3 separate regions of the Zea mays genome follow, and all the other regions are linked to region 2. A link is a contact called in public Hi-C data. All regions are on one chromosome and are shown on one strand. The core of a region is the stretch at or near the end of the contact, and the rest is flanking DNA. Distances in the headings are between cores, read along the strand shown. Region 1 holds the start of LOC103639479. Region 2 has its middle 51 kb from the start of LOC118476061. Region 3 holds the start of LOC103639488 (intermediate cleaving peptidase 55, mitochondrial).

Region 1 (4,083 bases), core at 707-3,206, 200 kb before region 2:
TTTAAAATTAATCGATTAAGACGAACTAAAATTGTCACTTAAGTATTTTGCTCAGTTCGAGCAATCTCTATAAATTCGGAAGCTCGACCCACTCAGATGATTTTATCCCGAACAAATTAATTGGAACTCGACGAAAATGGTTTTTAGTCCGAAACAACCCAGACCAATGTAATTAGAACTGAAAGCGAGTAATTAACTGAAAGCGAGTGATTAGCGATTAATTTCGCTAATTCATAGAAAGAAATATGTAGCCGTATAGCGGGTTGACCCAGTGTACATCACTAAAAATTATGATCCAAAATATCTGCAATTTTATTTATAAAAAAGAGGAAAATGTAAAATCTGAAAAGAAAATCCCTCCATCCCTATCCTTCCGCTGCCTCTGTTCAGATCTTTTGCTCTCTGATTTTTTTGGTCGTCGCTTCCTCGTCCTCATCTCCTACACGCGCAGGAGCTTTATCCAGTCGTCGTCGCACAAGCTTCCGCCATCTTCCGAGCCGCTCCTCTCTCCCCCTGCCGCGTGCCCTTCCTGCTCGCTCCTGGTCCCTTGCTTCCCCCATGACGCGGCTTTTTCCCCAAGCTCCCAGCCATGGCGCGCCCAAGCTCCTCCCTCTTCCTCTGCCGCTGCTGCTGCTCTCTCTCTCTCTCTGATGCCTAGCTCGGCCGCTCCTCCCTGCGCACGCGCCGCGGCTTCCCTTTTCCCGAGCCCCCGTCGCCGCGCGCCGCGCTCTCTGCTTGCTCGCGCTCTACCGAGCCCCTCCCCGAACTCCGCCCCGCTATGGCGCTGGTCGCCGCGCCCATGCCGGTTCTCTACTCGGCCATGGAAGTCGCAACCCCCCAGCTTCCTCTGTCGAGTCCGGCCGGAGCTCCCTCCCAGCTCGGGCGCCATCTGCTTCCTCCATGCCCGAGTCCGGGATTCTCCTGCGGCTGGTTCATCGCGGACATGGGCACAAAGCATGTACGCTCGGAGTGCTGACCTCAACATGCCGCTTGGCTTGGGTACTTGCCCCCTCGGACCCAGCCATCGCATGCTGCTGAACCACCGTTGGATTGGCTTCTTGCTCCCTCTCGCGCGGCTCCCTGGAACCAGCGTCCCGTTGAGTCCCTGGCTGCGCGCGTGTGCTTCACTGTTTGGTTGTCGTTGCGCAAGCTCCTCTGTTGGGCTCACCAGTCGCCGTTGTCCTATCCGCGCCAGCCCACGTCCGTGGTCGTATTCATCGAGTTCACCAACGCTCTGTTGCCGATTCGACTGTCGTCGCTGCTGCGTGCCTCGCTGCATGCTCGCCGGGTGTCGTCTGTTGTCCCCAGCACTCGTGCTTGCCCCTGGCTCGCGTTAGCGCTTGCGCGCCTACTCGTTGTCACTGTGGTGCACTCGCTCTTCGTTCATCGGGCTTTGCGCGTGCTTGCGTCTGTCGTCGAGCTACTGAACCCGTCCTCCCTTGCTCGTGACTTCGTCGTCGCCAGAGCCCTCACTGGATTCGTGTCCTCGCCAGCTCGCTTCAGACTCAATCTCGTCGTCGTTCCGTGCGTCATCAAGAAATCCCAAGAGTCGGATGAAGACGAAGCTAACAGCGTGATATTCACAAAGTGCTCGACAAAAGCTCGAACAAGTCGTCGATCGTCATCCTCGTCTACGCCAAAAATCCGAGAAAATTAGGCGCAGAAGAAAATAAATCAGTACGCGGCCAGAGAATTCTCAATGTAGATGAAGAAGTGTGATTCGACGCAGCACTCACCATGTGCTTGGTGAAATGCTAGAGCTAAATGGCGTCGTCGATTTCGGGGTTTCAAATCGGATTTAAGTATGGTAAGCCGATTGATTACTCCTGCTATCGATTCGATGTCCAGATTGGTTATATATATTTGTCGATGATTATCTTGTTTGCAACATACACATTGTGGCGGTGTTTGATATTTATTAAACTGCTTCGTATATACAGGGTATGGTTTCGTAAATATCGTGAAGAATAAATTTGGTATACGAAGTGATTAGCCGATTACTTCTATTATTATGGGTCGTATTAATATATTTAAGTAAGAAAGTGATACCTTGCTATACTAGTCGTCGTATTTTGTATTTATTACCCGGGTAACTATCATAGGTACGTGTTTGTTGTTACCTAAAATAGTTGAATCAGAATCATCAGCATATCTGCAGTTTAGTTTAACTAGGATAAGCTTTTTGGCTATCCTTGATAGTTAGCAGGTATGATAGGTTAATTAGGATATGATCGATGATTTTCTTATCTAGTGATTGGTGTGACGGTATATTATATAAAATATGCTTGGTAAAAACATATGTAGTAATATGATCGTGTTAATAAATCATAAAGGAAAGTAGAGCGTGAATATATATATATATTATTGTTTTGCGATAGATGATTTACCTCCGAAAAGGCTGGAAAAAGCGTAATTATTATAATTAGTCTTATATCGCTAGCTAGTATTTGCTTAATATTTTGTTATAAGTGTTTCATCCTTTTTAGTATAGATTATCTATCTATACTATTTATACTCGTGTTCATACATGTGCATCGTGCATCCCATCAGGTATGTTAATTGATCGCGTGATGCGGAAGATGACCCAAGTCGACCCCAAGATGACGTAGCGGGTGGGCTACTCCGCAGAATGATGTTGATGGACGAATCTGAAGAAGGACGGACTGAACAAGTGCCAACACAAAAGGATGATCGCCAAGTGGTCGTCACCTAACAAACACTAACCTAGTGTTATCCAGGCAAGCCCCGATGCATTTGCCACCTCCTTGTTGTTTTAAAATCTTTATCACCTTGTTTGATGCATTAGGTGATAGGAGTTGTGTGCTAAACCGTTGATGCATTTCCTTTCTTGAAAAAGTGATTACCCTTCCTTGATACCCTTTTATGAAAAGGATTTTATGATGCTTAGCCTTGCTTTAGAAAAACAAAATGTTTTGTTTTAAACAAAAAGTGATGCTTCACAGTGGATGGGAATTTTTACAAAGAAAAACTTGTGATGGTGGATCCATCAGGGCCTTGATGGGTTCAACATCGGAAAAGATGTACCTCTGTCAGGTACCAAACTTTGGGTTTAATTAATAAAGCTGAGACCGGGCGGGTGACTTGCACGAGAAAGGAGTCTCGGTGTAGTGTCTCCGTCTGAGTCTCGGTGTAGTGTCTCCTGTTGATCTAGGACCTTTTATCTGGCCACATACCTCGTCAAGGGCAAGCCTGAACCCGGCTATTCCATACATGAAAAGACAATCGCACACTGGGAGTGGAGAGATGGCGAGAGTGGCACGTACCCTCTTGGCAAAGGACCGCCTAAAGGGGTGGTGTGCTCTCGGGTGGCGCGGACCTGTTCATGTGGTGGAGGATCCGTGGGAATGGTAGACATGTGCAAAATAATTAAGGGAAGCATATGTCGTGTGGTTGGAGATCCCCAGCTGGGTATTAATCGATTCGGATCGCCGAACTTCTCGAATATGAATACTGAATCTTCGACCCTCATCGTAGATAACAAGCAAAACAAAATTTAGATCTTAAAAGAAAGCCAGTGTAGGACAAGTGAATGCTCTAGATTAGGCAAATCTAGATTCAGGAAAAGTACTTAACTTGTGATGTAAAATTTTGGCTTAAGGAACCACTTCTAGTAAGCTTTGCTATAAAAAGAGTCTTTGAAACTTGATGAGCTTTACCTTGAATCCCTTTAAGCCAGCATATCCTTGAGAGTCTTTTCTTTAGTCGGGTAAGTCTTGCTGAGTACTTGCATACTTAGGGTTTTATTCACATTGTTGCTGCAGGTTACGAGTCACTTTGATTGTGATTGGTGTTAAGCGCCAGTGGGCACGACCTTCTATAAGTCTAAGTACTTCTTCTATACTTCTTATTGAGGATGGTCACTTAAGCTAGCATATATATTTCAAAACTATAAATAATTTATAACAGTTCAAAGTTATTTCTTTGAGTCACTTTTGTAATCACTCCAATCATGTACAATGTAAACTTGATGTAACTTGTAAAATTTGGTAATAAGATTTCCGCTGCAAATTGTTGGTGTGTGATTTGTGTTTACTTAATCTTGCGATCTTGGTTGTACGTGGT
Region 2 (3,780 bases), core at 202-2,701:
TGAGAAAAGTTATGTTAGTGCTTACTAAGTTTTGAAGTTTAACTTTATAAAGTTTTAGCTAAGTTTTTATGTTGAATATAATTGTTTTTTCACCTCTTTAAATTATAATTGTTGGTCACTTGTTCTCAAATGATGTGAATCAAGAACAAGGCAACACATTTGCTAGGTATTAAGAACCTTCGTCTTCCGAAACATTACCTCCTCGCAGATATAATGATCATTAGACGAAGGTCATGAAGGACATGTCTGCATCATGTTATAGATAAATAAGAATACACAAGGATAAATATAATGAGTACACCTCATTAATCCATTCGTATCTGCATTCCATAAAGTATATATGAGTATTAACAAAATATATATTACATTGATACCTTCGGCTTGCTCGAAGGCACTGACGCGGGGGAGATTACAATTCAGCGTGAACAATACGGTGCTACTGTTCATCTATTTATAGGCACGGGACGCAGCCCGGGTAAAATTACATTTATGCCCCTGACATTCATCTATAATCATAACACAGATCATTGAGGACTGAGTAGTCTTTGTCTCTTTTCGGTCATCATCATACTTGGTCTTCGTCATCACATCAAACCAAAGCTCTTCGGCTATAGCTTCATCATCCATTCTTATCACCTTCGGGCTACATCTTCAACCTGATCTACGTGCTACTACGAGGTCGTGAGATCGAAAACAACTAAAGTTGTAGCTACGGTTGATAGGATAGGGTTTTCTGAAGTTTTAGATGATCAAACAGTTTGAAAGTATATTCTATATTAATTAACATAAATCATATGAAAATAATATTCTAAATAAATACATAATTCAATTATAATCTAAGTTATAACGGGAGTAGAGGTCATATTCTAGTCAAATTATAAGTATAGCCAGGTTATAAACGTAGATAGGTTAATTTTGATTAGCATGTTCAATTTACTAAACATAAATTTAAACTATATCCATAAAAAAATATGCGACATGATAAAACTAATGTTGTTATTGTGTGGAAGATGTCATTATGAAACCATCGCAATTGGAACGGAGTAAATCGGAGTTAAAACGGATGTTATATGGGCTAAACAAGATTCTAGGTTATTTAGGGTTAATTTTATACCTAAAAACGGCTTCCAGGGGTTTATATGCAAAGTATCCATTAAATTCTATTTTCTTTACAATGAGAAACAGACAGCGGATTAGTTTCCAATTTCCAGGAGGGCTCTTATGCAAAGTGTCCGATCCAGAGGGGTATCTGTGATCCCTATCCATCCGATATCCTACCGAAGGCTCAGATTAGATCTAGTTTATAGTTAACTGGTACATCAAACTGCGGCCACTCGATTTCCATCAAACGACAATGATTCGACGTCGCGAAAAGTTACTCTCTCATCTAATCGTAACTGTCGATGCACAGATCCATGACCATGGGACAATAAAGCAATGGAGGGTTATCACGACCGCACGTATCTAATCAAAGGGCCATGAGGCCATCGTCGTCCTCACCACCGCTCGGGACGGTGGTGCAGGCACCGCCGCGATGGGGGAGGTCCCTGGTGAGCACAAAGGCGACCGCCTCGAGGCATACGTCATCCGATCGACAAGCTCAATAGGAAATGGGGATCGCGAGAAAATCGGTAGGAGCTAGCTTAGCAAAAATTGAGCAGCATGGAGCTCAGGCGGCGACATATGGCAGCCTGGCGGCTGGGGAATTACTCCGACAAGAAAATTCACACCAAGCTGCAGCTTCCGACACCCGAAACGACCACGATCAAGGTCAGTGCTCCCTAGTGAAGCGCCCAGGAAACCGCAGAAGCTGCGGCGACGACGCAATCGTAAATCTACACGCGGCGGTGACACTCTTTGCCTCCCCCCGCTCGGCTCTCGGTACTCTGGTGGCGGCTTCTGTCGCGACTTCAGGGGATGAGCAGGGTCCTGGGTTGTATATATATTCCATGAAGGATTCCCTATGGGGGCGAGCAAACGGATCCTCCCGAACTCTAAGGATTTCTGTTGGTTTGTTATGTTTTTGCTCGCACATCACGATGAAGGAAGGGAGCAGGAGATCCTACCCAATACGGCCCGCCTGTCAGTGACTCCCGCGAGGCTGCATTGGGGAAGGCTGGCTAGTGGGCCCTGCATGTTAGTGTGAGGTGGGTGACACGCGTTCAGAAGTCCGGACACGACACGGTAGGTGAGGGAGAGCGGAGAGGGACTGCAAGTGGGGCCCAAACGTCGGCTTGACCTAGACGTGGAGGTGTGCAGCAGTGGGCTTTGGAGGTAGATGAGTGGGCCGGGCAAAGGGGAATTCGGTCCAGGTAAGCAGGTAGTTTTTTTATATTTTCTTTTATGTTTCCTTTACCAATCTCAATTTAGATTCAAATTCAAATATGAGTTTCAATTTCTAATCTAAATGCAACATCCAAAATCATGAAGGCAAAGTACATATTTTTATAGCCTTATATATATTTATTTCAATTATTTTGTTTCCTTTGTTTAGTTAAAGGTTCAAAGTATATTATGCCTTTTTTTTCTTTTTAGGAATAATTATTACTCTTGAGTGTGTTTGATCAAATCCCAAGTAAGAAGAAAATTAAATATTCATTACCTTACTTGTTTACGGAAAAACAATGTTTTCTCTTTTACCAAGAGCCACTTTATCTTGAATATATTTAAGGGTATTCTTTAAATTTCTTGCAGAGAATAACTTGTCCTCTCTTTTCTCTTTTATTTCCAAATTCTAAAGTTTGAAACTTAAATTTATCTCACAATTTGAATATAAATGCAAACATACAAGAACCCAGCATGGAATGCACATTCACGTATTTATTTATTTGTCATTTGGCTACTTTACTTCCTTTAGTTGACAATGCACAAAGAAAGGAAGATCAAGAAATCCTAAAAATTCTAGCAGAGAAGTATATTTATTTATTTATCCTATTAACTTTCTCTTATACCAATTTCGGGCATTACAGCAGACAAAGCTGCTAAATCGACTGATGCCGAAGCTACCGTTGCAGCCAAAGATGAAAATCTCACAACCACTCTGTCCAAAATGGACAGACTTATATCAGACGTGGTTGTGGAGAAAGAGGTAGCTGCAGTAGTTTCTGATAAGGGGAAGAAAGTTGAAGAAACCTCTTCGGAAGGAGCGAATTTCGACCTACGGCACTTGGGCGGCCAACAGCTCTTCGAAAAGGACATATCAGAGCTAAAAGAATTTGCTATCTCCTGCGGCTACCAGCCGGGGTCAATGCTCTTCGGTTGGGTCAATGAAGAAGTTGTGGGATGCATCCGCGACCGCGCTGGTGCTAAAATTATAAGCACCCTGTTCAAGAGTATTGGTTTTTCGAAGCTTGAAAAAAGACATAAGCTTCTACAGACGCCAGCACATTATAGGAAGCTTATTTTACTCGAACTTCAAAGTAAGATGCATTTTGCGAGTTACTGTTGATATCTTCATGTTGACTTAGGTATCCTAACTTTTAATTCATTTTCATAGAGTTTGTTATTAAGCAAAGCTTTAAAAATGCAACAAGATGATGAAGATAGAAAGAACGAAATTGTTGTCAAGGGTTTCAAAGATAGAATCAAAAAATTGAAGATTCTCTAAATGAAAAAGATGATTTGTTGCATTCAACCGAAGGATCACTTGCCGAAGCACAAGCGCGGAATAAGAAATTGAGCAAGGAGCTGAAAGAGGCTTAGACGCTTTTGGAAGAAAACTCTAGCCAATTCAACCGTGAAACTGAAGCTTTGAATATGACACTCAAGGTTGAGGTTGAG
Region 3 (4,160 bases), core at 1,293-3,792, 130 kb before region 2:
GCAGTTCTGTAAATATGGCAGATTTTTCAGCACTAGTAGAAATCAAAGGCGCGTTTCAAAAGGAGTACCATCAAAAGAGCTCGAAATATTCTGAATTTTTTACCACTGATCCAAAAACACAAAGGATGGAAGCACACAAAATTTCACTTGAAACATAGTTGTATTGTGGCCTAGAGAAATTCACAAAGGATCTCTGAAATTCGTGAAAACACTTAAACAATTTTTTTTAATTATCTTCCCGATTTTTTTTGAATTTTTTGACCGAACCAAACAGGCCATAGGCCAGTTTGGGTCACCCCAGAATGGAGTCAAGAATCTGTTGTAAAAATTTGAGCTCAAACGGAGCACCGAGCGAAAAGTTATGCCCGTTTTATGGAAGGTACCTCAAGTTATGGTTTTCAAAGGCACAACTCGGCAGGAACCGAAGCGACGGCTATGGAGCACAGGTTCAGTTTTAGAGATAGGATTTGTTTTCTGGATATGGTTGGTTTAGATATAGGATCTGTTTTGTGGATATGGTCGGTTTTAGAGATAGGATATGTTTTGTGGATATTGTCGGTTGTAGAGATAGAATCTGTTTTATGGATAGGGTCGGTTTTATAGGATGGAAGCGGATGGATACAATCAAACTGAACCAAAACAAATCTAATCCAGCAACCAAACTCAACTAGAACACGAACTCAGAACTGCGGACTCTAAAACTGAATTGTGCAAAGGCTAAGGCGATGGTTTTAGGTCGGAATGAACTGATCGTAATTTTTTTTTGGCTTTTTGTGGACTATGGGACGAAACAAAACTAATCTAAAGGTAGAATTATACCTCACGGGCAACCTGGAAATCTGATACCAATTGATAGTAGACGCGGCCCGATCTTCCGTGAGATACGATAATTTGATTGAGTGGAGATCTCGACGTTGATGATCCAAGGCTCCGAGCAAACGGTTCCTCGCAATCACTACACCACGGCTCCGTTGGTTATCACCCGTGACACACGAATGACCTCGCCACGAAAGCTTATCCCTGCAAGCGCAATCAACAACACAAGCAAGAACAGGAAAGAAACGCAACCAAACTTGTATTGATTACGGGAGGGGGTCTCATAAGCCGATGACGGCGACACTGTTCGATGACAGAATTGATCTAAGCAAAACCCAAACCTAAATGTGGCGGCGGCTGCTGAATAAATAGAGTATTAGGGCGTGCGTAGCCCTAGACTCGCCCCTAATGGGCTCCGACGCGATACACGGCCCAATGGCCCAACAGACGGTGTCGCAGCACCAAAACAGAATCTGAACGCTGACTTGTTTCGACGATTCCCGTTGACTCCGGATGAATTTTAGGGTGGAACCAGTTGGGTTGGTTAGATAATCTCGTTATCTTTCCAACCATATCCAGTCCGTTGCAATCGGAGTCCGGATGCATCTTGGGCGTCAATTTTAGTGCAGACTGGTCCTGGAACCCGAGATAGAGTCGCAACCGACTCGGACTTGATCTCCTTCCTGTTGTGGACGCCCTTGCTGCTCCTCCTCAACACCTTGGCCTTTCCCAAGTCCTTACTGGTTCTCTCTAAGGTACCTAATCATCAAAACATCCATGGCCCCAAGCGTAAGCTCTAAAACACAATTGACAAGGGTAGAACGTACCTGGAGATTTAGCTGTCGTGCACGAGATCGTGTTATCGGTCCATTTATTGTATATATAGAAGTGATGTCCTCATCAGTAAGGGCCCCTTTGGTAGGGCTTCGGCTCCTCCAAAAACAACTTCGGCTCTCGCTCCTTTGGCTCATTGCCCTTTCTGTAGGAGTTAGAGCTGTTTTGTAATTTGTTTCACAAAACATTTTCTATTGTGTTTATTTCAAATGACGTGTGTTGGCGCCGATTCGGACGTCAAACACTGGAGATGAATCAGCGGCGGTGCTCTCTGCGGAGGCGCGGACGGTCCGCGGCTAGGGGTCGGACGGTCCGCAACCTGGCGTAGAGGCTAGAGTTTTTGCCTGACGAGTCGGACGGTCTACGCGTGCGCAGGGCGGCGGAGTTCGTCGGCAGCGCCTGAATCTCGCTCACGGGAGGGACCCCGTCAGGGAGAAGAGATCCTAGGGTGTGTCTTGGCGTCCGCAGACAACACAAAACGCCTCTAGTCGAAGTAGAGCCGAAGAGGTGAGGATTTGAGACAGAAGAAGAGTAAACTAGGGCTAAACTAGAACTACTCCTAATGCATACGGTAAAAATGATAATTAGACTTATTTGATCGATTGTAGGGTGTTCAATCGGCCGTAGCCATTCATCTATATAAAGGGGAGGTCTAGACTCGCTACAAGTAATTTTTCAAATTAATCTACAGGCTAACAAATTCTGCGATAAACTCGGAACCTTAACTGATTTTGCGCACATGCGGATCGTACGCGAACAGGTTTTATGTGCTCATGTAAAATGTAAGAGGAGCTGTTACAATCATATTTTTTATGCTCCGGCTCTTTAAAAAAACGACTCTGACTTTTGATGGGCTCTTGACCATTGATGGGCTTTTGACGAGAAGTTATATTTTTTTTGACGGTTCGAAAGGGCCATGCCAAAGGGCCTTAACTGTGTTTTAAGATCGGTGACAACTAGAGAGAAGGCGAAGCGAACTTGAGCCAGAGAGAGAATCTCGCACCGCAGCAGGAGGGGACCGAGAGAGAAGCGAACTCGAGAAAGGGATTCAAGGAGGCTGTTGCCGATGGCCATGGCGGCGCGGCTGCTGCGAGCAACCGAGGTAAGCATGGTTGATGCTCCCCACTCCCAACACTTCTTCGCCCTTCCTCCCTTATCGTTCTTTGTCTGATTTTTCATTTTCTGGGAGGAGGGGAGGTTGGGATTCTGTCGCTTGGCTGTTCGCCTTGGGTGACGGCGTGCATGTGTGTGGCGGCCGAGCCGGTACTCCAGGCCTCCGGGCGCGCAGGTGGCGGTGTGGCCTGAGCAAGTAGTTTAGTTTCCATGGCAACTGACAACGGTGGTGTTTGAGAAGGATGCCCACTAGTTGTTCGAGCTAACGCCTCTATGGGATGACGCAGCAATACCTGCTGAGTAGATCATGTTCCAGGCTGCGGTTGCATCGAGAGTTGCTGCACGAGATGTGTCTGATGACATTCTTTGCAAGGATGTGGTATGACCTTGACCTTCAGGCCAGTCTGTTTCAGCAATTAGCAGAGTTTGGTAAGTAGTGGTGGTGAGGGGAGCAAGCTACTTCCTCAGCCAGCTAATGACAATATGTTCACTCTCATTCAGCTCACCAGCGCTCCCTTTCTTGGGAGTTTGGCGTGGATCCTCTAGCTGATATGTTTGATGAAATGTCTCTTAAGGATGGCACAATAGCACAGACTAAGCAGATAGTTTCAGGGCCTCTGCTGTATCGGAGAGTCACAAGAGGCGTTTGATGAAATGCCTAGTGAGGTTGTGTGGGACAAAGAGATGCCGTCTGACATGACCGTGCATGATGCCTTGTTGCAACAGCTAGGCTTGGGGGAAGATGAGTACTTGTATGATCATAAGACAAAGTCGGCTTCCATGTTGATTGCTGACAACTTGATTGCCCTTTTTTTTTGACTTATCACTACCCATGGAACCCGAAGTCTAACTCAAACCAAGTGGTTGATGGCGACACATCAAGGTAAGATGGTCAGAAAGTTAAGTGTTGGAAGAGTTATTAGCACACAGCTCTAGCTTGCATAGCACCAATGGGCAACTACAAAGAACGACAGGGAGATGATGTGCTGGAGATGACAGTATCTATAGGTGATGAGGTACATGACTTATATGCTCAAGGGTAGCAGTGGAGGAAGGGGACAGAGGCTATACCAGGAGTCCAGGAGCAGAGGTTGTAATCTATAGAGGGATGGAGTGCAGGAGAAGGCAGAGGGAGCACGCCCGCCGCCTGAGACAGAGAGGGCAGAGGGAGCACGCACACCGCCGCGAGGCAGCTGCTCCACGTTCGCGCGCCGCCTGAGCTGAAAGAGGGAGCACGCCCGTGTGCCGCCGCAAGCGCAGCTGCCCCATGCCCACGCGCCGCCTGAGCTGAGAGAGGGAACACGCCCGTGCACTGCTTGTGGGCGCCGCCGGGGAATGAGGTTGCAGCTGCACACCGCCGCCGCCACAGCTCAAGCGCTCTTCTCTCTTCCGAGCCG

Evidence for each region. A called contact is a pair of places that touch in the nucleus more often than the background predicts.
Region 1: a contact with region 2 is called in a Hi-C map of leaf, with 5 times the contacts expected there. The contact joins the promoter of LOC103639479 here to the enhancer-like site in region 2. A contact is called at or near these places in 2 of 25 Hi-C or Micro-C datasets (endosperm and leaf).
Region 3: a contact with region 2 is called in a Hi-C map of tassel, with 2.1 times the contacts expected there. The contact joins the promoter of LOC103639488 here to the enhancer-like site in region 2. A contact is called at or near these places in 4 of 25 Hi-C or Micro-C datasets (bundle sheath, ear, leaf and 1 more).

The regions. Positions count from the first base shown.
Region 1 is chr1:152,100,239-152,104,321 of Zm-B73-REFERENCE-NAM-5.0, forward strand. LOC103639479 reads right to left here and starts at 1,957. Exons shown (of 1, transcript XM_008662230.4): 1 at 231-1,957. The coding sequence starts at 1,279. The coding sequence ends at 440.
Region 2 is chr1:152,299,975-152,303,754 of Zm-B73-REFERENCE-NAM-5.0, forward strand. No RefSeq gene overlaps it. Among protein-coding and RNA genes, the nearest start is that of LOC118476061, 51 kb to the right of the region's middle. Within about 2 kb of position 1,452, at least 20 of the 20 cell types and tissues checked have an H3K27ac peak or open chromatin away from gene starts, as enhancers often do. A contact at or near this core is called in bundle sheath, ear, endosperm and 2 more, where this site is marked.
Region 3 is chr1:152,169,477-152,173,636 of Zm-B73-REFERENCE-NAM-5.0, forward strand. LOC103639488 (intermediate cleaving peptidase 55, mitochondrial) reads left to right here and starts at 2,543. Exons shown (of 13, transcript XM_008662240.4): 1 at 2,543-2,752. The coding sequence starts at 2,717.